Linked DNA regions of Mus musculus: all the other regions are linked to region 3. Evidence: chromatin contacts called from public HiChIP or PLAC-seq, Micro-C and promoter capture Hi-C data. All regions are on one chromosome and are shown on one strand. The core of a region is the stretch at or near the end of the contact, and the rest is flanking DNA. Distances in the headings are between cores, read along the strand shown.

The links. Promoter capture Hi-C pulls out the DNA fragments that hold promoters and counts their contacts. Hi-C and Micro-C count contacts between places; a contact is called where the count stands out from the background. HiChIP or PLAC-seq counts read pairs in DNA pulled down with a chosen protein or histone mark.
Region 1: a contact with region 3 is called in a Micro-C map of embryonic stem cells, with 4 times the contacts expected there. The contact joins the promoter of Aspscr1 here to the promoter of Tex19.1 in region 3. A contact is called at or near these places in 1 of 39 promoter capture datasets (stem cell-derived epiblast-like cells), 1 of 484 Hi-C or Micro-C datasets (embryonic stem cells) and 1 of 115 datasets of contacts at active chromatin or transcription factors (embryonic stem cells).
Region 2: a contact with region 3 is called in a promoter capture Hi-C map of embryonic stem cells. The contact joins the promoter of Fn3k here to the promoter of Tex19.1 in region 3. A contact is called at or near these places in 5 of 39 promoter capture datasets (the HPC-7 cell line, cranial neural crest, embryonic stem cells and 2 more), 1 of 115 datasets of contacts at active chromatin or transcription factors (embryonic stem cells) and 2 of 9 other capture datasets (adipose tissue and macrophages).
Region 4: a contact with region 3 is called in an H3K4me3 HiChIP or PLAC-seq map of stem cell-derived neural progenitor cells, with 2.6 times the contacts expected there. The contact joins the promoter of Dus1l here to the promoter of Tex19.1 in region 3. A contact is called at or near these places in 1 of 39 promoter capture datasets (embryonic stem cells), 4 of 115 datasets of contacts at active chromatin or transcription factors (embryonic stem cells, pancreatic cancer cells and stem cell-derived neural progenitor cells) and 1 of 9 other capture datasets (embryonic stem cells).

Annotation. Positions count from the first base shown.
Region 1 is chr11:120,671,596-120,677,925 of GRCm38.p6, reverse strand. Aspscr1 (alveolar soft part sarcoma chromosome region, candidate 1 (human)) reads right to left here and starts at 4,953. Exons shown (of 16, transcript NM_026877.2): 1 at 4,756-4,953; 2 at 3,831-3,886; 3 at 301-415. The coding sequence starts at 4,857.
Region 2 is chr11:121,431,740-121,438,196 of GRCm38.p6, reverse strand. It overlaps Fn3k (fructosamine 3 kinase), which reads right to left and starts at 3,244. Exons shown (of 6, transcript NM_022014.4): 1 at 3,068-3,244; 2 at 773-924. The coding sequence starts at 3,208.
Region 3 is chr11:121,144,882-121,151,706 of GRCm38.p6, reverse strand. It overlaps Tex19.1 (testis expressed gene 19.1), which reads right to left and starts at 5,564. Exons shown (of 3, transcript NM_028602.3): 1 at 5,485-5,564; 2 at 5,106-5,179; 3 at 3,393-4,978. The coding sequence starts at 4,889. The coding sequence ends at 3,834.
Region 4 is chr11:120,791,312-120,798,080 of GRCm38.p6, reverse strand. Dus1l (dihydrouridine synthase 1-like (S. cerevisiae)) reads left to right here and starts at 1,686. Exons shown (of 14, transcript NM_026824.4): 1 at 1,686-1,938; 2 at 2,358-2,604; 3 at 3,070-3,178; 4 at 3,763-3,813; 5 at 4,135-4,247; 6 at 4,971-5,053; 7 at 5,287-5,390; 8 at 5,582-5,726; 9 at 5,954-6,050; 10 at 6,138-6,226; 11 at 6,731-6,769. The coding sequence starts at 2,368.

The DNA.
Region 1 (6,330 bases), core at 3,704-6,203, 470 kb after region 3:
CAAACCCAAACCACAAATAACACAATTTAAAAAAAAAACAAAAAACAAAAAACCTGCACAATGGAAAAAAGTTTTCACTCCCAGTCCTGAATTACTCCAGTAGGAAATACAGCTCTAGCTTGATTGCTTGAGGAAGGCAGAGGATCCCAGGACTAGCTTCAACCTCTCCAGCCCTTCTCAGGCCCATGGGCAAAGCTTTGACACATCTCCCAGTCAGCCCACGGAAGTCCCATCCAATGCTCCACAGACCCAGCAGAGAGAGAGAAGTGGAGCCACTGTGCTTCCCCATTGGACACCTACTATGTTCTCAGGCCCCTCGCGGCTACGGGACACAGGCACCATCTCCAGCTTGGCATTGTTAGGCAGGTTGGCAAATCTCCACTGGAGAGAGAGGTCTAGCACCGTCCTCTGAAACCTGCAGAACAAACACAGCCATAACTGTCCTAAAGACACAGCCCCACGCCTGCTGTTCCCCTGGCTACAAGAGCAGAAAGTCAGGACCTGAAGAAACAAGAGGCAAAGTCCTGGACTAACAGGAGCTTTAGATAGGCACAGGGCTGGCAGGGATGAGGACAGGAAGAGAACAGGATGAGCTATGTGAAAAGGCAGGGGTGGACCCTGCACATACTGTAGCAGATACTGGCCAGCCCACTGACCCTCAGAAAGTTGTAGCGTGGTTGGTGGGGTGCTTGCCTAACATGCATAAGGCCTGGGTTCAATCACTAGTATTGCACAACCCTGGCATGGTGGCCCATGCCTGTCTTCCCAGTTCTCAGGCTCAGGATGAAGACACACAAGTATCAGGAGTTCAAGGTCATCTTGATTACATAGAGATCGGGCCAGCTTGGGTGTAGTAAAACCTTGCTTCATGAGAAGCCATACATAGTGGTGCAAGGGAAGAACTGCAGCAAGTTGTCCTCTGACCTGGATCTCCACAAGCATGCTGGGCACACACGTACCAAACATAACTTACGTATAAAATGTAAAGAAAAAAAGGGAAAGTTGTCTCAAGCAAGAGCAAGGTGAGTGTAACAGGCTACCCTCTGTCACTACAACTGCCAAAGCTGCTTGGCCTTAGGCAATATACACCAGCCCAAGAAACCCCATCCCTACAACTGCTGCTCGCTGCTATCCAAAGGAAAGTGGAGCAAGTATAGAAGGCAGATCCTACAAAACCACTTCTAGGACAGCCCAGCCCAATGTCCTTAGAGACATTCAGAGTGAGTCCAGACCAGTCAGTCACATTAGCCGTCACCTCTCTGCTTAAGTCCTGAGGGGTTTATGTGCAGGAAGGCCTAAAGAGAGCTCAGTGCCTCCAACCACTAAAGAGAGATCAACGTAGCCCCTCCTCCCCACACCTGGAGGACAAGGCAAGCCTGAAAGCCCCTTGGCATCCTGAACAGTGAGGCTCCAAGGCTTGCAGGGGGTTTTAAACATCTGGTTTCTCAGAAACACTAAAGAAGCAAGAGATCTGGAGGTCAGTGAAGGCTCAAGCACATACAGGAAACAGCCTCCAAGATGTCTGCCCGTCAAGACAACTCAGCCCAGACTAGAGAGCTCAATGACACTTTAGGCCACACAAGGGCAGCCTTGGACCTTGATGCGTGGCTCCTGGCATCCCCTGATGGGCCAACAGGAAACCAATACCTGCCCCTTGGAAGAGAAGGGAAAGAGGCTCCCTCAGTGCCATCATCATCGAGGAGGGGGGGGGGAAATCACCCAGGGAAGGGCCAGTCTCTACCCAACAGCCTCCTCATCCTTGACCCCCTTAGGTCCCAAGACACTTTGGGAATGAGAACTATAGGGGCTACAGTTCACATGCCCAAGAAAAGCTCCACCCACAGCTCTGACAACACAAAACTTACTAGACATGCATGGGGGAGGACAACAGGAAACGACAGAACTAGACAGATAAATCTGTGATTTTTTTTTTTTTTTTTTTTGGTTTTTCGAGACAGGGTTTCTCTGTATAGCCCTGGCTGTCCTGGAACTCACTCTGTAGACCAGGCTGGCCTCGAACTCAGAAATCCGCCTGCCTCTGCCTCCCAAGTGCTGGGATTAAAGGCGTGCGTCACCACTGCCCGGCTGTGAATTTTTAATATATGGTCCATGGTCAACCACTTTGAATATACAAAGTGACTAGCCCAACATTATAAATGCAAGACACTGTTGGAAATAAGAGTTTTCTGGACAGGACCTGTTAATAAAGCCCAAGGGTGTTTAGAAGAGCTGACAATGAGCTAGGTACAGTGGCACACCCTTAATCTCAATACTTAGGAGGCATTGGCAGGAGGATCTCTGTGAGCTCAAAGTCAGCCTGGTCTAAACAATGCTTCCAGGCCAACCAGGCCTACATAGGTTCTCACAAAAGAAAAAGGAAAGAGGAAAATGGGGAGGAGAGGTGAGGAAGAGAGAGAGAGGGAGAAACTGAGAACAAGACCACCTCATCAGCTAGTTCTCATCGGCTGACAGGGATCAGCCATGGTTGATCCGAACCCTCAACATAGGTTCAAAACCAGCAAACTGCCATAGAAAATGCTAGTGGGAACCAGGACATCAGGCCTAAGAGCTGAGAACACTGGGTGGAGAGAAGAGGCCACTCTGTTTACAGCCAGGCACCAGCCAGGGCAATGGGAGCAGTTCTTAAACAAATTACAGTCAGTGGATGGAAAGGGAGACAAGGGCAGAGCTAATGTAGTGTTGTAGAGGAACTGGCTCAAATTATAGTCATTGCTCCAACCAGACACCATTACGTGGACCATGGGCAGGTTAACAGAACAGAGCTGGCACAAAGCTTTGTGGCAGGATATTGTTAGATGGCTTGGCCACTCAAGAGCACATGTTCTGGGATTCTTAGAAGACCAGAACGGGAGCCGGAGACTGGAATGGCCTGATATAGGTATCTTTTCCAAGAAACTTCTTCCTAGAAAGCCCACACGACAGCATGGGAAAGGCCAAGAGAGTGGGCTTCTTGTGTTAGGACAATGTTGTGAAAACATGTCTCCAAGAATAAAAGCTCTACTTAAGACAGAAACCTGCATCCCTCCTATGGCCTCAGACCCGAGGACCTGGTGGAGGACTGCTCTCTTTGTACTAACACCCTGACCCAGAGACCCAGACATGGGAGGACTACAGCAGCTGGGAGGCGAACAATCCCTTTACAGCTTTCTAGCCATTCCTTTGTCCTACCAGGAATTTACACAGACAGCCAAAACCCTGCATTTGTGGGTTTAGACAGTGCTCCCCAAAAGATACATCACTGTTCTTGCCCCTAAAACCTGTGAAAATGACCTTATTTGTCACAAGTATTTATGAATGTAGGTTAAGAGAGTAAATTAAATAAGGTCACCCTGGACTAACCAGAGGACCCTAAACCCAGTGACTTGTGTCTTCGGGCCGTTTGAAGATCAAGGCAGAAGTTGTACTGATGCAGTCACAAGCCAAGAAATACCAGGACAGCCAGAAGCTGAAAGAGATGAGTCCTCTTCCCTAGAATATTCTAGAGTATAGCCACAGGGGTGGGGGTGGGGTCTTTGATCCCAGCATTGTGGAGGCAGAGGCAGAAGGCTCTCTGTGAGTTTGAGACCAGCCTGGTCTACAAAGTGAAGTCCAGGACAGTCAGGGCTACACAGAGAATCTGGGGGCGGTTGGGGGGGGGGGGTGGCACAACCATACTCTGGGCACTTTGGACTTTGCCTTCAGAACTGGGCAAGGATAAACTTCTGTTGTATTAAAGTACCTATGGGGGCGCTTCTAAGGCAGAGATAGTATGTGTTGAGAAAAGGACCAGGTAGACTGAGAAGCCCACAGCTGAGTCCAAGCAAACTCACTTCAGGTCGTATTCACTGGGGTTGAAGTCTTGCCGCCGGCATGTGTCTTCTAGTACCTGTGGGACAAATGATCGGTAAAACCTACCTCAACTGATAGTAGGCGCACTGGCCAGCCCACCAAACATCTCACTCACCAGCTCCAAGCAAACTACATGCAAATCCTGTCTACTCTCTCCCCTCCTACTGGGGACCCATTATTGACTTAATCCTCCAACTATGGCCTAGCCTGTCCACCCCTGGTCCCATGTTCTAGGCTCTGCGAGGCCTCTAGCCACAAATAATAATCTGCCTTACTGAACTTTGTGTCCACGGCCACTCTGTGGCCCGGCAGTCTTTGTGCAACTGCTGCATGACCAGAACCCTCCTCTACATGAGCGCAGCTCCAAATGGAGGTCACTCTGTATGGCCCTGCCACAGATATGAATCGTGTACGCCTTTGTAACCTAACAACAGAGGTTTAATAAGCAGGTGTAATTCATACGAGGTCACAAACAGCAACAATCAAAAGCCGTGAGTGACTTAGCAAAATTCACTTCCGGGAACACAGGCCCTAGGGTCCGGAGGGACGCCCCTGAGCTGAGCAGGAAGGAACGCCACTCTTCCCGGTGACCGAGAAGGCTGGATTCGGACAAGCGCCGAAGATTCTGGGGCTCGCAAGGCTCGACCCTGTTAGTGGGGTCCACCCCACCGTGCTCAGCAAACGCGCCTCCAAGTATCCCGCCCCGCCCCCGGGACCCAGATCTAGAGGATGGGGCGGACAGCCGCGCGAAAGGCGCTCATTGGCTGCCTCAGGCCCCGCCCACCGGGACCCGGTCCCGCCCTACCGCCCTAGGAGCAACCGCAGGGGCGGGCCCTGATGCGGCGACCCCGGGCGGCCCGCGGGTCCACCCATCCGCCCGTTCCCCACCCGGGCCGGCGGCCGCACCTGCAGCAGCACGGTGCTCGGCGTCACCTTCACCGTGTGGCGCCGCCCGTTTGGGGCCAGCACCGACACCGCGGAGCCCCCGCCGCCCGCCGGGGCCGCCATCTTCCGCTCACGTGACCGCAGCCGGCTCGCCTCAAACAACTTTATCCGCAACAGCCCGGACGCACAGCCACGCGGTCTCGGGGGCGGGGCCAACTCGCTTCCGGGCCCGCCCCCGGCGCTCTGGCTCTGCTTTGCTATTAGGCAGCCTGATGGCGTCCCGACGGCGCGGACCAAAGGCACCTCCCTGGAAGGAGCACAGTTCTGTCAGGGACATTGTTTCTTCATCCGGAGGCACGTGTTCCTGGGAACCTCCAAGCTCTGGGGGCTGCCTGCAAGAAAGCTATGCTGCCTGGGGCCAGCCTGGGGCCCACAGCTACCTGTCTGTCACCAAGTACTGGGTATGCGCACACCAGAGTTAGCCTTTGTACCTACTCCGTTAAGTACTGATCCTGCCTCCCTTCTCAAGTGTTCCTGTGATCATCATCGTCACATGGCGACAACCTTTTAGAAAAATATTTTATTGAGACTGATGTGGTAATGCAAGCCTTTAATCCCAGTATGTTGGAGGCAAAAACAGATCCCTGAGTTCAAGACCAGCCTGGTCTACAGAGCAACAGTCTTCCAGGACAACCACGGCTACCCAGAGAAACCCTGTCTTGAAAAAATAACAACAACAATAATAATAAAGTTATATTTTATGTGTTTTTTTTTTATTGTGTGTCTGTGGAAGAGCAGGTACAGGCATGCTATGGTACCTGTGTGCATTGTCAGCGAACTTGCCTGTTCCCTCCTTCCACCTTGTGGGACTGAGGGATTCATTTGAGGTTACCAGGCTTGGTGGCACTTTTACTTGCTGAGCCATCTTGTTGACTTCAGGCCCTCTCTTAGCTTGTCACCATGACTTCAAGGAGAATGCTTTGCCTATGGTCCTTGGGATTGTTGTAAAAATCTCCAAATCTGACTGGAGAAGCTGGTATACAGCATCTGTGTCACACGTGTGTATTGACAAACATGGGGAAAAGAATGGGAAGAGTTTGCGTGTTCTATGCAACCTTAGACCCTCACTGTGCTGCCCACCTTCCCGGGTCCCCTTTGGTTTTCTTCCTTTCTTTTTTACACACTAGCATTTAAAACAAAACCTCACAAACCCTCAAGTCTGTTTTCTTTCAACTGTCCCACTGTTAGAATCCTCTGGCAGAACATTTAGAGAGGTGCAGTGAGAAAAATGGACAGCCATCAAGAGATACAGATTGTTCTGAAAGTGAGCATGTGAAATTTGACCATGGTCAGGCTCAAGTTAAAGTCGGAATCCTCCATAATCAAGGTCCCTCTTTCCTTGGGTAGTAAATTAGTCAGCTATAGGCTAATTCTTTAAGACTACAATGCCATGTTTTTTTTTTTTTCTTCCCACATTTATTATGCAACAGTTTTAACACCAATTGATGAATGAGTTTTTTTTATTTATTTCCTTGACAGTTGTCCGGGCTAGTTTTATGTCAACTTGACACAAGCTAGAGTCATCGGAAAGAAGGA
Region 2 (6,457 bases), core at 1,995-4,494, 290 kb before region 3:
ACTCCAGGGACTGGAACCGAAGAGATGCCTCATCGTTAAGAGGACCTGCAGAAGACCCAGGCTCCCAGCACCTACATGGCAGCTCAGAAACATCTGGAATTATAGTTCCAGGGGACCCAACACCCTTGTCTTGCCTCTATGGTCACCAGATATGCACATGGTGCACATACATGTGGGCATACATACATACATATACATATGTGTGTCTATATATATACATATATGGTGTATATATATATATACATATATATATATGCATATGTAATAACAATACATCTTTTAAAAAGGAACTCTTGACACATGCCCTTAATCCCAGCACTTGGAAAGCAGAGGCCAGCATGACATAGTGAGTTCCATGCTAGTCAGGACTGCATTGTGAGACCTTTAAAAAAAAAACAAAAAACAAAAAAACCTCTGGCAACTGGATTGAATTATGTAAGCAGCTCAACAGAGAATGCTCACTAGTGTTCAGTCTCTCTCTCTCTCTCTCTCTCTCCCTTGCTACCTAGTGTTCACTCTCTCTCCTCTCTCCCTCTCTATTTCTCCCCTTCTCCCTCTCTCTCCATTTCTCTCTCTCTCTCCACCTGTTTGTCTTCTCTATTTCTGTGTCTGTTTCTCTGTGTCTTGTGTCTATGTCTGTCCCTGCCTCTTTCTGTGTACAAACTCGCCTTTCTCTCTTTCTGTGCATATCTCTCTATATGTATGTCAGCCTCTCCCTATCTTTGCACATGCACATGGCTCTCTCCCTCCCCATACACACAAATGCACTCACCTGCTAAGGCTCTTCATCTTCAAGTGCTCCATCACAAAGACAGCCCCACCTCCTGGCAAGTCAATCACCTTCATGGGCTTAGGAACCCGCACCAAGCCAGTGTTGCGGAGGGCCTCCAGGCTCGCCATCTCTCCCTCAAACATCTGCCGGGCCTGCATCCAAATGCCATGAGCTCTGTCAGCTCTGCAATCCTGGACCCTCACAGGGACCTTGCTAGCCAGACCAAAGTACTCATGGCCCTTGGCACAAGCCAGAAGACCAAGTGCCTTCAATTACTGAAAAACAGCATCACCTCCATCTCTCGAGGCCAGTGTTCAAGAGAGACCCCTTCAGGTAAGAAGGAACTGAAAGGACAAGCCTGATGCCAGAATTCAAGGGGTCTAAGGGGAGACTCACACAAGCAAAGCCTTGCGGTGGAAGATGCACAGGTCACAAGGGGATGCAAGGTGGGGGTGGGGTGAGAGGAATGGGTACAAGTGAAGTGTGAACCAACAAAGTCTGAGGCTGGGACTGAGTCCTCCAAGGTATTGTTTTCCTTCATGCCTCTAAGTGGGGGCAGGCAGCCTTGGGCATGGTAGAAATTACCTGGGATCACATTTGAGTCAGAGAAGGCAGAGTGGTGAGGTTAGAAGAGCCTGGCTCCATTCTAGCAAGGACTAGAGAAGCTAGTATACCCAGCTTGTCCACAGGCCTTTTCTGGGATGCAGAGGCTTGTTTCTAAGTGACTTAGAAATACCCCCACTTATTTTTAGCAAACTTTCATATTGTTCACTATACCTTGGTTAAAAACATGCATTTTATTTACTTATTTATTTGTGGTGCTGGGAGGCTCAACCCAGGAGACTGTCCACACTAGGCAAATGCTCTACAATGAATGACATCCTCAGCCCCCCCCCCCATGCATTTATTCATGGGGTTTGTGAACACTTCTACATATAGAATCATACATTTGTAAAAATTAAAAAGTAGATGACTGTGGGTAAAAGCATTCAAGCCTGATCACCCAGCTTTGATCTCCAAAAATCCAGATGTGGTAGTGTGTTCCAGATGTGGTGGTGTGCATCTGTAATCCCAGCCCTCCTACCACATGATGGGAGACAAACAGTCAGCTGGAGTCTTTCAGGCCAGCTAGCCTAGAACAGGCCGTGTGGCAGCAGAAACAAGAAAAACCTTGCCACAAAATAAGGCCGAAGGACAGAACCAACTCCCCAAAAGTTATCCACTGACTTCTACGCACGTCATGAATATGCAAACCAGAGCTTTCACACACACACACACATACATACATACACACAAAATAAATTGGATATCGTTGATTAAAAGTGAAACTTGAAGCCAAAACATTTATTATCACACATGTAAACCATTCTTCCCCCTTAATCCCCTTTCAAGGGGAAAAGTCAGACAGGTACACTCAAATCGCCAACCTGCACTTGGGACAAAGAGGCATGTGCTGAGCAGCCTGTTGTGGAAGGGCATTTGCAAACTTCAGCCATGCTTCCAGGGTAAACCTCCAAACCAGGCCAACGCTGCACAGAAAGCAGGGAGGTGCTACCTTCACCGTCTCTAATGATACCAGGAGCATCCTAGATACTATAACCACTATCCAGAACTACTCCCCACAGAGTCCAGAACCTCTGGAGTCCTCCCCCCACAGAAGGGGAGCACCATGCTGTGCCAGCACAGCTTGCTCTCAGGGACTCTAGCTAACAGTCCTCAGTTGTCTTACAGTTTTCCATGCATTCTTTTGTTGTTGTTAGTTTGTTTTTGTTTTTGAGCCAGCTTCTCCTCATGTAGCCCAGGCTGACATGGAACTCACCATCCTCCTGTCTCAGCCTCCTAAGTACCAGAGTGATAGGGTTTAGATGTATGCCTGGCTCCATACATTCTTAAACGGGGATATCTTAAACGTCCTAGAAACCAACAGAGCCTTTGAGAACGATGGTGCTAACCTAGCCCTGGGAATCCTGTCTCTCTTCACCTGCTGGGAAAATGCAGGAGCTGAGGTCAGAGCAGAGACCAGACATGGGCAGAAGCAGCTTACCGCTAAGACTCACCTCCCCCATGGTCAGTGATTACAGAAAATTTAAAGCCCCTGTGTGGGAGCAAAAGCAAGAAAATAATCATGCAGCAAAGAGAAACCCTCTGGTCCCAAGAAGCTGCCTGCATGCAAGTGCTGGTTGACCCCTCAGCAGAGCGTTGGGTACGCCAGGTCTAGTTCCTCCACCACTTCTCAGAATCCTGCATTCCTCTTTCCCCTTCCTAGACTTTATCCTTGTATACCGGGCAGCGCACCTGTGTCCTGCGATTGACCTTGACAAACACGGGGCCACTGTCAGTGTAGTAGGCATAGCCCTCGCTGATGCAGCCCCCTCCGGAGCTCCCAAAGGCCCGCAGTGTTGTGGTGTGAAGCTGGGCGCGCAGCAGCTGCTCCATGGAGAGTTGAGGTGCAGAATGCGGTCAGGTGACGCAGAGGAGGGGGAGTCGGGGACCAGAAGGGAACACGCGCGGAGGGCGGATCAGGGGGCGGGGCGTAGCGCTGTCACAACATTGTCTGACACAGGCTTGCTGGCTCCTAGCTACCTCCGGTGCATGCTATCCCTGCATGCTCTTGGGCACCAGAGCTAGGGTGGGAGGGGGAAGAGAGCGAGGAATTTCTCTCTCCAAGGCGATTTCCACCCGGGGCTGCTGTGGGAGAAGGAGGGATGCAAAAGCTCTCGATACCCTCATTACTAAGCTCATTTCAGAATTTCTCCTCCAACAACACACCCTATAGAAACAGAACCCAGACCGGGTGGCGGGTGTTCTGTAAAGCCACGAGACAGAAAGGGAGTGTCCTCACAGAATGCACGTGAAGTCCCAGAACATCTGCACCCACCTGGGGTCTACCCTGGGCACCGTGCTCTCTGCATAACTGGGAGAATCAGGAAAGAGCGCAGAAAGATTTGGGTCAGGGCTTCTTTATCCTTGCAACACAAGGCATAGCCTAGAGACTTAGATATCCCATGGAGAAGATCTCACTGTCCAGATAAGGGTGGAGTCCTAGCCATGGGGGTGCCCTGGCTAGGCCCTAGTGGCACCTCTTAATGCCACAGGGCTGAGTGATAGAGGCTACTGTGGGAGGTGTGATAGCAGCAGCCTACTCCACCCAGGGTAGGTGGAACTCTGGATTTCAGACAGCCATGATAGGAAAGCAGCAGACATATATGCTCATGGATGCATGGGCACACACACACATACATATAAGAACACATCCACAGACTGATATAAGAGACAGCCTGTGCTAACCCTTCAGTGTTTTAGGAGAGGTTGCCTCAGATGGCAGCTCCCACCATGAGCTGCTGGTCCCTCTCTTGTACTGCAATGTCCCCAGCTGACTATAAAGGGACTAGGAAGATTAGTGGGTGGATAGATCCATTGCTGAGCTTTGAGTATGTGCCAGGGCACAAGTGAATGTCAGCTACATTCACAAATATCCTGAGAGGATGCTATAATTAGCTCCTGCCTTCTCTATGACAAAACTAAAGTATAGAGGAGTTAACTTGCCTGGGTCCCAGTGCTGAGACATAGCTCATAACATATGAAACCAAGTCTGGTTTTGGGCTCCATCCTATGAATTCTAGTCTCAGGCCCTAGCGGGATAAGACTCTTCCCAGCATGTGTCAAGAAGACCTGGCTGCACTGTGCTGCTCAATGTTTTTCTCATGGCCTGCCAGCTGACAGTTCTACAGCTGTTCCTTTATCGACCAGCCTCACACTAAGATGACGCCCAAAGCACATGAAGAGATAACATTTGCATGGGTTTTCGGTAGGCATAGCCCTCATTGAGGAGCCTATCTTAGGAGCTCTGTCATACCTCAGAGGGGCAAAGCCTGTCAGTGCTGGCCATCCCCAGGGTCCTTGTGACCTGTCATGGGCTCAGACTGAGACTGGGTTCCCTAGAGGCTCTTGAATAACTCCTGCATCTGGCAGCTATGTGGGATGATTGGAACCTGGGCACACACTCAGGCAAGGAACATTGACTGATATGGCCTCCTAATGTGGCTTGATCATTCCTAATCATGGTAGCCAGAGTGGCGGACTGCAGAGCCAGGGTTCTACCCCAACGACCTTTTCTAACCTGATTCTAAAGCCAAGTGCAGTGTCCGTGTCTTCCCTCTGTGCGGAGTCTTACACAACTCCAGGGACTGACCTAATTAGGGTAGTGAGGGAATGAAGGAAAAAACACACATGAACACACAGAAAAGCCGGGAAGGATGTCTGATGGAGAAGTTTCAAGATCCCAGAACATCAGTGTGTTTATTATTTACAGCTGAACGAGTAGGCAGGGTTGTGGTATGCAGCTAAATCAAGAGGGCGGGCTTAACTGATCTCAGTAGGAGCAGTCCCTGCGGGGATCAGTCTTCAGGCAGTAATATCTGTGAGGAAAGGAGTACAGTGGCCATTTTCTGCAGGCAGCATTGACTTCCCACTCAGATCAGAGGAAAGCTTTGTTAACTCTCTGCGTCCTCATGGATTTGGAGTCGATCTCGCAGGCTTATGTCAAACACAAACACACTCTGGCCTTCTTTGCTCCCCTCACTACTGGTTATGATTCTTCAAGGCCATGCTAAGTAAATGGACTTGACAGCATGGAAATGTCACTGCAAAGAACGGGCAGGACAGCCATCTATACGAAATGTGACTGGTGTCTCCATTTGGGGCCCTTCCTACCACTGCACCTGAACACGAAGCATTAGCACTCCATTCAGAAACTTCTTTGTAAGTGCTTGGCAAACTGACTATGGATGGGATCTCAGGTTGGTCAGACCATTCTCATTCAGACTAAGAAGGCTCCATTGCTTGCCAACTTAAGTGTTGGGAGGTTTGAGGCATGTGGGTTCTTTGTAGGTTCTGCCTTCTCTCTGGTGGGTTCTTACCTATTGTGTGTAACTGGTGTGTAAAAAGTCCCGGGGATGTATTTCAGGGGAATGTGTCACCCGTTTCTGGACAGACTGCTGGGTCATCTCAAAAGGAAAGCCTGCCCTTGGACTTTCCTTCACGCAGGCCACGGCAGATTACAAATACAGAGAGGCTCACAGAAAGAACCTGTGAGAACAGGACACCAGTGGATAGGGAGGGCTATAAAGAGGCATTGACAATTCAGAGGCAAGATGGTTGGGATACTCTCTTAAAATAGTATTGGGGTCCATTTTATGGCTGTGAATGACAATATCGTAAACAAAAACAGAAATCAAACTGGAGAGGAGGTAAAGACAGGGCTGAGGAGGACCAGGAATCCAAGGGCCACAGGAGATCCCACGCTGGTTTGAATGAAAATGCTTCCCTTAGCTCAGATGTTTGAATATTTGGTCACCGGTTGGTAGTGCTTTTTGGGTAGGTTTAGGAGATATGGCCTTGCTGGAAGAAGTAAGTCCTGGGGTGGGCTCTGAGGTAGGAAAGCTACAGGCCATTCCAGGTTCACTCTCTGTGCCTTGTGCTTACAGTTTGACATGTGAGCTCTCAACTTCCAGCTGGAGCAAGTCTGTCACCCGCTGCCACGTAGTTCCTTCCATATGGACCCTGACTCTCTAACTGTAAGCCTAAATCAAGTCTTTTTTTCTATAAATTGCCTTGGACAAGATGTTTTATCACACCAACAGAAAAGTTACTAATACAATCACCTTTCAGAGAGAGAGAGAAAGA
Region 3 (6,825 bases), core at 4,315-6,814:
ACTGTTCTGGTGCCCCAATACCTGTCTATACTTCCTGCTTTCTGTTTGGCTCCACCAGTCCCCCATGGATGCATAGCCAGGCAGCATTGTCTGATAAAATATAGAGCTCAATTAGATTTGAATTTCAAGTCAACCACAAATAATTTTTTAATGTTTGGAACAACAGACCTTACGAGCCTGGCAAGCTGAGAGTGGCAGGGCTTTGCCTGCAGGAGTCCTAGGACTGTGGAAGCACAGAGGCCAGCATTTCCACAGGCAGTAGATGTATGGCTGCTCTTAGATGTGCGGCTGGTCTGGAGTCCCACACAGGTGCTCTGGGGAAAGGGTGGTGATTCCTTACCTGGCCAGCATCCTAGAACTGCAATATTCAATTAAGTTGAGGTGACATTAATACAACAAAATGATTTGATATGAAAAATTCAATGTGTCACTTAATGAGTCCGCAGTGTGCACAGCCAACCCCCACTACACCTGATTCCGGAACATTCCTGTCACTCTAGAAAATGCCTTTACCCACTCAGCCATCCCTCCCAGCCCCCAGTCACCTCTCCACCTGCTGTCCCGAAGGACTGGTCTGCTCTGAATGTCTTACATAAACACAGCCCTATAGCATGTGCTGTTGACAGTCCCCTTTCACTTACATGATGATGGGGGGGGGGTCTGACCATGCTGTAAGAACGAGCCCTACTGCCTTTTTGTCACTAATATTCCTGTGCATGGAGCCCCACAATTTATCTGCCCACGGCTTGTTGGGCATCTAGCTTCTAATTTTGACTATTGTGAGCAATGCTGCTGAGAGCATCAACAGACCTGTGCATAATTCTTCTGTAGTTTACTCTGGGTCAGATTTGTTTTTCTCTCTATTTTTAGATGAGAAGAACTGAGGAGCCATTACAAGCTCACTGAACAGAATTGGTGACCTTCTGGATGGCCTCTGACACCCCGGCCCCCCAGCCCCAGAATATCACACTACGGTGAGATTATCTAAAAGAGAAGTCTGGAAGAGCCAGTGAGATGAGATGACTCAGTGGGTAAAGATTTGCTCCCAAGACTGATGGTCTGAAGTCAATCTCAAAGACTCACATGGTGTAAAGACAGAACAGCCCTCCATGTTAAGTGCCATTATTGTTCGAGTGTCACCTCAGCTTCAGGCTGTGGCATGGCATACCCACACCCATCCCTCCACGAACCCTCACAATAACTAAATGTAATTAACTCATTAAAAGCCTGAAGGCTGGAGAGATGGTTCAGCTTACTGGGCAACCATCAGCACTGGTTTGGATCCTAGCACCCATACAACAAAGCACATGTCTAATTCATGCCAGCAACCTCAGCTCTGAGGGAGATAGGTGGATACAGGCAGATGCCTGGGTCTTGGCTTCCAGCCTAGTTGAGAAAAAACACATGATCCAGGTACTAGAGACCCTGCCTAGGGGACAGGCAGGGAGTGCAAGAGGACACCTGATACCTTGTTCTGGGCTTTGTGCACACATATAGACAGAGGAGACGCCAAGTCCATCAGGAAAACAAGCAAGCCAGGCCCTGGTGTCTCACACCTTTAATCCCAGCACTGGGGAGGCAGAGGCAGGCAGATTTCTGTGAGTTCGAGGCCAGTGTGGTCTACAGAGTGAGTTCCAGGACAGCCAAGGCTGTTACCAGAGAAACCTTGTCTCAACCTCCCCTCAAAAAAAAAAAAAAAAAAAAAAAAAAAGCCTGTATAAAAAAATCGTTTAAGAACCAATGAGATGTCTTGATAGATAAAGTCCCTTGCTCATGACTGGAGTGCCCAGAAGAGAGTTGTCCTCTGACCTCCACCTGTACACAATGGCATGTGTGCACCACCCACACTCTCAAACACAAACAGTAATAAAAGTAAAGTTAAATAATAAAACAAGGGCTGGCTAGATGGCTCAGCAGGTAAGAGCACTGACTGCTCTTCCGATGGTCCGGAGTTCAATTCCCAGCAACCACATGGTAGCTCACAACCATCGGTAATGAGACCTGACGCCCCCTTCTGTTTCGTCTGAAGACAACTATAGTGTACTTATGTATAATAATAAATAAATCTTTGGGCCAGAGCGAGCAGGGACTGAGCGAGCGGGGCCAACCAGAGCCAGCAAAGGTCCTAAAAATTTAATTCCTAACAACCACATGAAGGCTCACAACCATCTGTACAGCTACAGTGTACTCATATACATAAAAATAAATAAATCTTTAAAAAATAATTAAACAAAACAACATCAAAATGCTTGCTGGGATTGACTGCTTAACCAGGAAGGAGGGAAAGGAGGGACGGCAGAAGGGACAAGCCCACTTTGTTAGGAGGATTAGGTTATCCATTGAAGCACAGGCTCCAGGCCCCTGAAGGAGACACACCACCAAGGCTGCCTCTTTCCTGTGTTCTTTAAACAGCACTGTGGTGCCATCGCTCCAGGAATGAGCATCAGAACCCTAAGTGACTAAGACACCTCTGGAAGACATATGAAAAAAAAATGACACTCAAAGTTAAGTAAGTGAGGTGAGGGTATGACAAATACCTGAAATCCCTGTGTTCAGTAGTGTGATGCAGGAGGCTAGCCTGGATTACATAGTAAGATCTTGTATCAAAACAAAAAACTAAAAAAACCTATAATCAGATCCTATCATATGGTTAACTGACCAGCAAGATGACCCCAGGATTGGGACCCGTGGGTCTTTATCAACTGAACAACTTAAATCACCGGAAGGTGATCCCAGCCAGGGACACCCACAGAACGGCAGAGATATTTCTAGATGGGCCACTCAGTGTCCACTGACGAGACACATGGGCCTTTGTTTCCTACCATCTGTGCAGGTTATGCAAGTGCTGAGGTGTGACTCTGGCTCATAGTAGTAGATCTGACACATGGATTGGTCCACAGATCCCTTCCAACTTCTAGGGCACATACTTACGTCAACTAGATGACGACATACAACTTCTACACAGGGCTCTTTCTCATTTTAAACCCTTGAGCACTTGCTGGTTATGTAGACTGTCACAGGACATACTACAAACTCCCCACAGGACTCAGGAAAGGGCAAAACCCACTGTACCATGTTCCCAGCTCTGTGGGATACCATCCCACAAGCCCGAGCCCAGAAGTTGGGGAGGTTACTCCACCAAGACCCACTCAGGAAAACTGCACAAGGCCTCCAATAAACACTGAAAACTGAGGCTACAAAGATGGCTCTGCAGCTAAAAGCACTGGTTACTCTCCTAGAGGAGCCACACTCAATTTCCAGCACCCATATGGTGGTTCAAAACTGTCAGTAACTTTGGCTTCAGGAGGTCTGATGCCCTCTACTGGCTGCTGCAAGTATCAGGTGTGAAGCCGGTACTGTAGAGGCAAAACCATACACATAAAACAATAAAATTTAAAACACCAACTTTATTCAACAAAAGCCCTCAAAAGGAGCACGAGTAACGAACAAAGTAAAACAACAAAAACAGTGAACCCTAAAATCAGGTATCTTGACCCTAAGACAGTAAGCATATGACCCCTATGACAGTAAGGTCAACTAGTGCCTCAGAGTCCATACATACGTAGATCTGTGACCGGAGCCCCCATAACACCCACCACACAACACTCCATACAGCTAAACATACAGCTAGGCCTCACCTACCAAACACTGAACACTGACACGAACATGCCAGACTTCCCTCTGAGGTTCATAAGCTCACAGGATGTTCAAGATGCCCCCTCAAGTCCTGGACCAACTGTTCCCCTGAGCTGCTCAGAACAGGCAACCTCTTGCTCTTCACAGTCCCCAGGGCCCTGGGGAATGTCTGAGCTTTAGTGTCTCAGGAATGTGCATCAGGGAGTAAGGGTCAGGAGGGGGTGGGGGGTGGGGTGGGAATCAAGGAAAGACTGAGCAAGGTGGTAGTCAGTACCACAAATAGTAGCATCTGTGATAAACAGCCTCTCTCCTGGCTCCCAGCTCCAGGTCTCTGGCATGTTAATGTGCCAGGGCAAGAAGGAACCTACCCAGAAGCCTTTATTCCACAGGTAGCAGGTGGCAGGCAATAACTCCATCCCTAATTCTGAAGCTGTCAGGATGCTCAGCCTCCAGGGATTCAGGCTCTGATGGTACAGGCCGTGCTGCCCAACTTCTTTCCGAAAATGGGCCACCCACATCTCACCAGGGTCCAGCAACACCTGCCAGTGCTGGACCTGAGTCCTTACGACCCAGCGGACACGCATTGACAGCAGGTGGCACCTAGATTGGACGCTATCCAACAGGAGGACAAACTTCTGGTCTTGCAACCAGGATTGTGCTACTGTCTGGTCCAAGGGCCAGTGGCATCTCAACTCCAACAACACAGGTTGCCCAGGAGATGGCATCACATCAAAAATATCCCACCAAGTCAGAGGAGGGATGAGCTGGTGCGAGCAGGGAAAAAGCCCATCAAGTCTCCAGGGAAGGGCCTGGGTCCACTCAGCATCCTCAGGACCCAGATCCAGGGGTACAGCTTCCTGAGGAAAGAGCTCAGTGGGCACAAAAATGGAGAATAGTATGCCCTGTGTCCACACAGGGGTTGGCAGCAGGACCCCAGACCCTTCAGAGACACTCTGTGGCACATAAAGGGACCCCAATCCCCGCCATGCATCCTGCTCAGGCCCTGGCTCCTGCTCAGACTCTGACTCTGACTCTGACAAGTATTCCAGGAGATCAGCATCTTCCTCTTCCTCTTCCTCTTCCTCCTCTTGCCAGTCTCCCATCTCCAGGTAGAGTTTATTCAATAGGAAAGCTGCCTTGAAGCAAGCAAAGCAGATCTTCGTCTGTTCCCCATGGACAAGATGGTACAGCCATGCCTCATAGAGGCAGGACATGCCCCTGGCCCCATGGCGAACGCTGACTGGGGGACACATGGTCAAGAAGTCTGTCTGCAGCTAAGCGGACACACAGATTCAGACTTGCTCGATGGACTGAGGAGGTCAGGTCAACAGAACCACAGAGGCTAGAAATAAGTGGGAAAGGCGAGAATGAGAGAAACGGGAGAAAACAGGGCACAGTAGGTCTAGGGGCTTTGGGGCTCCAGGACACGGGGCAGTGGTACCAGAACTGGGTGAGAATTCAATGAATACCTCTCTGAAGAAGTAGACAGGCTTGAGCTTCCAGAAACTTCTTCAGCTTCACACTTGCTCCAATATATGGGGAGCTAGAAAGACAGAGAAAATGAGGTTTGGCTCACCCTGCTGGGCCCGCTGCAGGGCTCCCCTGAGGAGAGGGTGTTGGGGCTCTGGCCCCCGGGGTTCCCTGTTCACTCTGGACAGGCTGGGGTGACATCAGAGGTGTCCTCAGGGCTCAAGGCCCCGACCTCACACTTGCGCCCGGCTACCAACCAAAGAGGCCGGGAAGCCTACGCCAGGAGGATCTCCTCTCTGCCCACCGTGCTCCCACCCGACCCAGGCCCACCGCACCCAGCCCGGCTCAGCCCCCGGCCCAGTCCCTTTCCATCCTTACCTCCCTGACTGAGCGCCCAGGTGCCAGCTAATGGACTCCAGAGCCAGGCTCTCCTCGCTAAGCACTGAACACCAGGGAGGACGAACGCGGCCTTATAAAGGGCCAAGTCCCGCGATGCTCCAGCTCATTTACATATCTCCCATGAGGTCCCAAAGCAGCAGGAAGCGAAGGTGCTGAGTCACTCTGGCCCTGAGTCACTCTGGCTCTGAAGGCGCACATGCGGCCTGGCGCCCCCTACAGCGCGCATGCGCTGCTCCCTTGCGCCACCTGAGTGCCCTGTGTGCTTCCTGTGTGCTCTAGCGGTGCCCGATGTCCCCATCCCTGTGCCTTCGAGGGACTCGAAGGCCCGGGCTCAGAGTTGGGCCCGCGGCACATCTTGTTTGGAAAAGTCGATTCCTTCTTCCCTGTCTCTTTAGTAAAAAGTTCTTTAACACTTGGGAAACTGCTCGCTCAGTTCTCAACTGCAGCCTAAGCACAGTTGCCTGTCTATGGGTCTTTTTGTTCTTAAACAGACTCTTTAAAGAAATTCTTTGTAGGGGCTGGAGAGATGGTTCAGGGGTTAAGAGCACTGACTGCACTTCCAAAGGTCGAGTTCATTCGCAGCAATCACCTGATAGCTCACAACCATCTGTAATGGGATCCGATGCCCTATTCTGGTGTCTCTGAAGAGAGCAACAGAGTACTCTTAAAATAAATAAATAAATCTTAGCCAGGCAGTGGCACATGCCTTTAATCCCAGCAATTGGGAGGCAGAGGCAAATCTTACAAAAACAAACAACAACAAAAAACAAAACCCAAAATAATTCTTTGAAGAGTTTATCCTTAAAGGAGTTTGGGACTCAGAGAAAAACCAAGCAGAAAATAGAAGGTATTCCACCCTCCAATTCAGCCTTGGAGCATACAGATATATTTGTTAAAATCAGTGAGCAGCATCGCAGTCCACTCTGCACATCCCACCAGGTTGGATATACTGGTGTAGCAACGTTCCTCTGTCATCACAGGGCCAGTTTCACTCTTTCTACAGGCCCTCGGGGCTGCCCTCAGGGCCCTGCTCTCCCCAGACCCTGGACTCGACTTCTGCAACCATTTTGCCCTGTCCAGAAGGTCACGTCTGGCCTCAAGCATCCAGAAACTACCATGGTTTCCTTCCTTAGGATCATGAAGCTTGGTTTCCTGGGTGCTCTGGGACAGCAGGAAGCAAGTTTCACTTCAGAGTTCAGTAATACTCCATTAAAAGAATATATCCCTTTAACCACTCACCTTATAAAGAGTATCTCATTGCTCTCTGGGATTTTTATAAGTAAAGCTGCTATGTGGAGTTGCGATCTTGGCAGTTACCCG
Region 4 (6,769 bases), core at 437-2,936, 350 kb after region 3:
AGTTTCTTCTTTCATTTTCTTTGTTTTTTTAAAAAATTAATTAGTTTATATATATATATATATATATATGTATGAATATATATATATACATATATATATATATGGTGGGTCTTTTGGTTGGTTGGTTGGTTTTTGGTTTTTTGAGACAGGGTTTCTCTGTATAGCCTTGGCTGTCCTGGAGCTCACTCTGTAGACTAGGCTGGCCTCGAACTCAGAGTTCTGCCTCCCTAGTGCTGGGATTAAAGGCGTGCACCACCATGCCCGGCTTGTATATGGTGTTTTATCGGTATGTATGTCTGCACACAAGAGGGCATTGGGAGCCTGTCTCGAAACCCCCCCCCCCCAAAAAAAAGAAGAGGGCATTGGAAACCATAAGACTATAGTTACAGACAGTTGTAAGCTGCCTTGTGGGTGTTGGGAACTGACCTCAGGACCTCTGGAAGAGCAACTAGTACTCTTAACCTCAGAGCCATCTCTCCTGCCCCTCTTATTTACTTTATTTATTTTTTATTTTATTTTTCGAGATAAGGTTTCTTTGTGTAGCCCTGGCTATCCTGAATTAGCTCTGATCTAAATCAGGCTGGCCTCCAACTCACAGAGCTGCTCCTGCCTCTGCCTCCTGAGTGCTGGGATCAAAGGTGTGGTGTCACCACCCAGCTTCCTGTCATTTCCTTACAAGGCAGAAAATTAAAGTATCATAAATGGCTTGAGTAATGCATATATATTACATTATATCATTATACCGTTATACATGTATCATTATACATACATATATCATTATAAAGTATGTATCAGCAATTGTTCCAAGGCTGGAGAGCAGGACTCAATGGTTTGTGGAGTTGGAAGTCTGACCACAGAGGGAAAGGCTGGAAGCATGTGAGTTGCACGATACAAACTCTGGATTCTGAAAACTCGAGGTGCATGGAAGCAGTGTAGAAGGATTAAAGAGTGGTCAAACAACTCAGACATGGCGGTTCAGGCCTTGAATTCTGTGTTGGGAGGCAGAGTCTGGTAGATCTCTCTCAGTGAAATACATCACTACTATTAAAACAGTAACAGTTTACGGCCATAGTTTGGTTTCCTGTTTAAAATACCCTGACAAAAAGAACTTAGGAGAGAACTTTTTTTATTTTTGTTTTTGAGAGCTGGGGAGGGTTTCTCTGTATAGCCCTGGCTGTCCTGGAACTCACTCTGTAGACCGGGCTGGCCTCGAACTCAGAAATCTGCCAGGCCTCTGCCTCCTAAGTGCTGGGATTAAAGGCATGAGCCACCACTGCCCGGCCCCATATCTCTTTATGCATGTTCCTTCCCTCTAGCAAGCGACTCATTACTCGACAAAGGCCTGGCCTGCTGTAGCCTTTTCTACCCAGGATCTGAAGTAATAATTCTTTATCTCGTTTCCTATTGTGGTGGTGTACTAAATTTACGTCTTGTGTCTGCAGAACCAAGGGCTGCTCCTGGATTGCGGAGGTGGGTTGGGGGATAGAGGTGGGAGGAAAGGCCTCCGAGTGCCAATTGTCTGGAAGGGACAGCGTGACCCCGGGCATGCGCAGTCTGTTCTTGCTCAACTCTCTCGTTTCCACAAGGCCGGTCCCTTCAGCGCTGAGCTGCAGTTTCCGAGGACTTTATTTTTTGCTGCACCGCAGACGGTGCGGAGCGCCTGGCAGTACGCTTCCGGCTCCGGCACTTCCGGCGGCGTTGCGCTGAGTCTGAGCCACGGCGCTTGGCGGCTCCCGCCGCCTTCGTGCGGGTCCTGCTGGCGGCGCCGCGGGTCAGGCAGAGGCTACGGGGCCTTGTGTGCCCCTTTCTTTGGAGCGTGCCCGCAGTCACAGACCTTCATCGAGCCCTGGCCAACTCCGACGGTGCGGGAAGTAGTCCTAGTTCAAGCCCCGTGGACGTCCGGTGGCGGTCTCGGGCCCCAGCCAGCCCAGGGGTTAGGTAGGGGCAGCTCAGGGGGCTCTGGGCCCGACCAGGAAAGGAGCCGTGGAGGCTGACGTGCTCGCTACTCTCCCAACCCAAGATCCGAGGCGGCGTCAGGCCTCGTGCAGCCGGGTGGTCTCAGCTGTGCAGGTCCCACAGACCTGTTCATCCTCCACACCCGCTGCACCAGGCTGGCGTTTAAGGGGAGAAGGTCCAGAGAGGGTGAGTGGTATGTCAGGGTCACTGCCAGAAAGGTGGAGGGAGGGCACCTCAACCCTGTGCCTACGGATACCTCTCTTGTTTTCACCGTGTTCTTGGGAGAGCCGACAGCAAAAGCTGACGAGAGCGGTCAGCTCCTGGAGTTGAACTTCGTACCCTCCTGGGGTATGATGGTATACCATGGCTGAAATGAGCGCTTGTTCCTCTTCTGCCCTTAGTGTGGAGAGGATGCCCAAACTGCAGGGTTTTGAGTTTTGGAGCCGCACCTTGGGGGGTGCCCGACATGTGGTGGCACCCATGGTGGACCAGAGTGAGCTAGCTTGGAGACTTCTGAGCCGCCGCCATGGAGCCCAGCTATGCTACACCCCTATGCTACATGCCCAGGTCTTCGTTAGAGATGCTAACTACCGCAAAGAGAACTTGTATTGTGATGTGTGCCCCGAGGACAGGCCTCTCATTGTGCAGGTGAGCTGAGGGACTGGGTAGCACCTAAGCTCCAGACCCTGTATATAAGGACAGCATTCCCAAGCTGTCCCTGTCATATACATATAACCCAGGAGAAGGGTCGGGGTCCCTGAAGTCCTGCATGACACATGCTGCTGAGTGGGCATCCCCAGAACTGGGAACTAGCCAGAGTCCCGGTGAAGGGGCAGCTTGGAGGACGTGAGGAGTGTAGCACCAGTGTCACCTTGATCCTTCTCCGTCTCAGTACCCTCCTGTCGAGAACCAACAGTTCTTTACAAGTCTGTGCCAGTGGCTTCTGTTACATGTCATTATAGCTCATATTCCTAGTGGTTGTCATATTGTCAATGTCGGTGGAAAGACCATAGCTCACTGAGTCACCATGGGATTCCTCACAGGGCTGGGTGGCCTAGGCAGGGAGAGTCCTAGGCCTGGGCTGACCGAGGGTGGCATTCGTGTCTTCTTCAGTTCTGTGCCAATGACCCAGAGGTGTTTGTCCAGGCGGCTCTCCTAGCACAAGATTACTGTGATGCCATTGACCTGAACTTGGGCTGCCCACAGATGATAGCCAAGAGAGGTGAGGTCATTGCTCCAGTCCTGTGTTGACACCTGTCCAGGCCAATACTAGGCCCACTAGGCCTCCAAATAAGGGGTCCAGGCCTGTTCCAGTGGAGCCTGGGTATTGGTGCACATGGGGAGAGTTAATCCCTGCCTCTGACTGTGGTGGCACCTGTAGCCAGCAAGCAGCCCTTTTTCTGAACTTAACATCCTGAAGAGTCCTCAGGTGTTTGACTGGGGACCAGACTCTGCTGGCCACATAGGTATCCTTCTGATAACTGTGACCAGCTGGTGTGGGTCCCTGGCTCTAATCCCACAATTCAGGCTCACTGGGCCCCCAAGCACCCATTATGATCTTAGGCTGTGTGGCCCACTTTGGAGTTTTGACAGCAGGCAGAGCTCCAAAGTCAGGGCTAAGAAAGCTGGTTGGTTTCCCTTTCCCTCTGCTCTCCCCAGAGCCTCTGCTGACCTTGGGGAGGCCATGTAGAAGCTGGTGCTCATACACATGGCGTAGCTGTGGAGTCCACTGTGTTCTGAGGAGCTGGCCTAGTAGGGAGTTGATAGCAGCGTGGGTGCAATGGGGGCCACTCTCATCCTCTGCAGGTCACTATGGTGCTTTTCTGCAGGAGGAGTGGGACCTTCTTCAAAGAATGAGTGAGTTGGCTATATACCACTGTGTCAGTGAGTGAGTCGCCCCAGAGACAGTCTGACAGGGCTCATAAGCACAGCTACTTGACTGGGGCTCAAGAGGACACCGATGATCCCACTGGGGGCTCTTGGCCATAGCACTTTACTTCCTGGAAGGAGGTGACTATAGAGTCCCCTGGTGTATACCAACTATCCCCTTAGGATCAGACATGAAGTCCTAGGACACTGTCCTTAGTTCTGTTAGCTCCCAGTGCCCCATGGGGACATATTGGGGTTTTGCCACCTTGGAGTGACACTGGTTCCCTCAGAGGCTGTCTTTTTTCTCAGTTCTGTTGGCTCATGAGCGACTCTCTGTTCCTGTCACGTGCAAAATTCGTGTCTTCCCAGAAATTGACAAGACAGTGAGGTACGCCCAGATGCTGGAGAAGGCTGGCTGTCAGGTGAGGCCATGGCTCCCAGGGTGGTTGTTGGGGTCTAGCAGGCAGCCTGGCCTCACGTTTGAGTATGGTCTAGATCTCCATGACGATCTTCCAACACCAGGAGGTGGCTCTTGCTTCTGCAGCTCTTGAGTGGGGGCTGCAGCCAAGAAATTTTCTTTGGGCAGGCAGTAGGCTCCTCCTGGCCCCACTTCTTTAAGACCTGGTACCCTGGCCTCAGACCTCTAAAACTGCATTCCAGCTCCAGGGTGTTGTCTGTGTGGAGAGTAATAGTGGGTTCACTACCACATCTCAGGCTCTCTAGACATCAGCCAGGGCTGCCTTTAGGTGAGCTCAGAATCCAGCCTCTCTGGAAGCCTGGGCATAAGCCATGGGGGTCTCAGACCTGGTCCTCTTCCACCATGCATGTTGAGCCTGGCCAAATGTACTCTGAGACATGTGGTTTCTGGAAACAGCAGGAGCCACCCTCACTCAGCACCCTGCATCCTGAGTTTTCAGATTTTTCCTGTACTCAGGGTTCTGCCTCTTGACTTATGTTTTCTGATTGCAGCCTGGGGCTCTTCCAAAGGGGCAGGGCTCTCAAGACCCTGGGACCAGGGACAGAACCATGCCAGATGGCCTTGGTTCCTCCCAGCATGGAAAGCTGAGAAACCTGAGCAGGTCCCTTGTAATTGGTGTGAGACCTTTGCATAGAGCAGGGTTGAACCAAGTGTTGGTCTGTCCTAGCTGCTGACTGTGCATGGGCGCACCAAGGAGCAGAAGGGGCCCATGGCAGGAACAGCCTCCTGGGAACACATCAAGGCCGTTCGGTGAGCAGATACTGTGGGTCGGGTGACTTTGTGGAAGCGGCATAAGCCTAGTTCCACGCCTTGGGGTGGTTGTTCAGCATTACCCAATGCCTATAACTATCTGGGAGGGAAGGCAATAATGCCATAGAAGCCGAGGTGTCTCAACAAGATAGAACTTGGTGGCTGGTTTCTGCCACTCCTGGCTTAGCACTGCCCTGGCATGGATTAGGGTCAGGCTTCTCTTTCCCCCACAGGAAGGCTGTGGGAATCCCTGTGTTTGCCAATGGGAACATCCAATGCCTGCAGGATGTGGAGCGGTGCATCCAGGACACCGGCGTGCAGGGAGTCATGAGTGCAGGTGAGCCTTGTTCCTTGCCTCAGCCTTGGTCTGTCCCTGTAGGTCTGCTTAAGATGGTGTTCACTGTTATGTCTTTCCAAGGAGCCCAAACCAAGCTCTCAGACCATTTTTCAGACTTGCTGACCCTATAGCTAGCCAGTGACCTGAGTGGCCAGGAGTGGGTCCCAAGCTTTGCCTTGCCTTCTTCCCAGAGGGGAACCTGCACAACCCTGCCCTCTTTGAGGGCCGGAGTCCTGCTGTGTGGGAGCTGGCCGAGGAGTACCTGGACATTGTGCGGCAACACCCTTGTCCACTATCGTATGTCCGGGCCCATCTCTTCAAACTGTGGCACCACACGTGAGTTGCTCTTTGGGCAGGGGTTGAGAGTGGGTCTCTCTAGGCAATGTCAGAATCCTGCCTGGAGTGTTCTGTGGTCTTCCCAAAACAACGTGGCCACCAAGTCTGCTGAAGGGCTGGTGGCTTGGCAGTGAGGAAGGGCAGGAGCCTCGGTGGGAAGAGATAATTAGCCGTGTGCCTAGGACTTGGCCCAGGTGGTGACTGGGAGTGACAGGCATCTGCCTTAGGCTACAGGTACATCAGCAACTTCGAGAAGAGCTGGCCAAAGTGAAGACCCTGGAGGGCGTGGCTGCTGTGAGCCAGGCGCTAAAGCTTCGGTGTCAGGCAGGTGCAGGGCTGGTGCATGGGAACCCAGCAAGTTCTGTAGTGGGCCAGCAGTTTAGGTCTTTGACAGGCCTTGGGCTTTTACAGGAGGACATGTCTAGGCAGCAAGAAGGAGTGAGGCCAGCTGACAACTTACCTGCTTTCCATTGGATCTGCCAGCCGTACATCCGGCCAGGGTGAGCCGAGCCAGCCAACAATGGGAGTATATGCACAGGTGCCCTTTGCCACTGCTCTAGTTGCTAAGGCAAGTTCCTCTTCTGGGGGAAGGAAGGAAGAGGAGAGAGTTTGTGTGCCTAGGGTACTCATCCGAGGTCGGTAGTCCTGTGTGGCTTTGTCCTTGGGGTTAACAGGTAGACCCTGGGGCTGGAATCTCTAAAGTGGGCAGGCTGTCATCTGTGAATTCAGCCTGACTGGGCTTTGTCAAAGACCCTGGGCCCCTGAACCTCACATGTCATTCCAGGAAGGTTTAGTTCCTGTTAGCCATTCTATTGTGTGAACTGTACCTATGTCCTATGTTCTTGGACAAGCCCTGTTTGCTTGGGCAGCCAAGCATAGTTGCTTGGTGTGAGTGGGAGACCCATGCAGGCCTGGCATCTCTCTGCTCTGGAGCCCTCCTGAGAGCTGCCCGTTTAGCAGTGGTGAGCAGGTCTGTGATGCTGCTCACTGTCCTTTCCCTTCAGACCTAGGGAAGGGAGCAAGGAGAATAGTGGTGGTCGAAG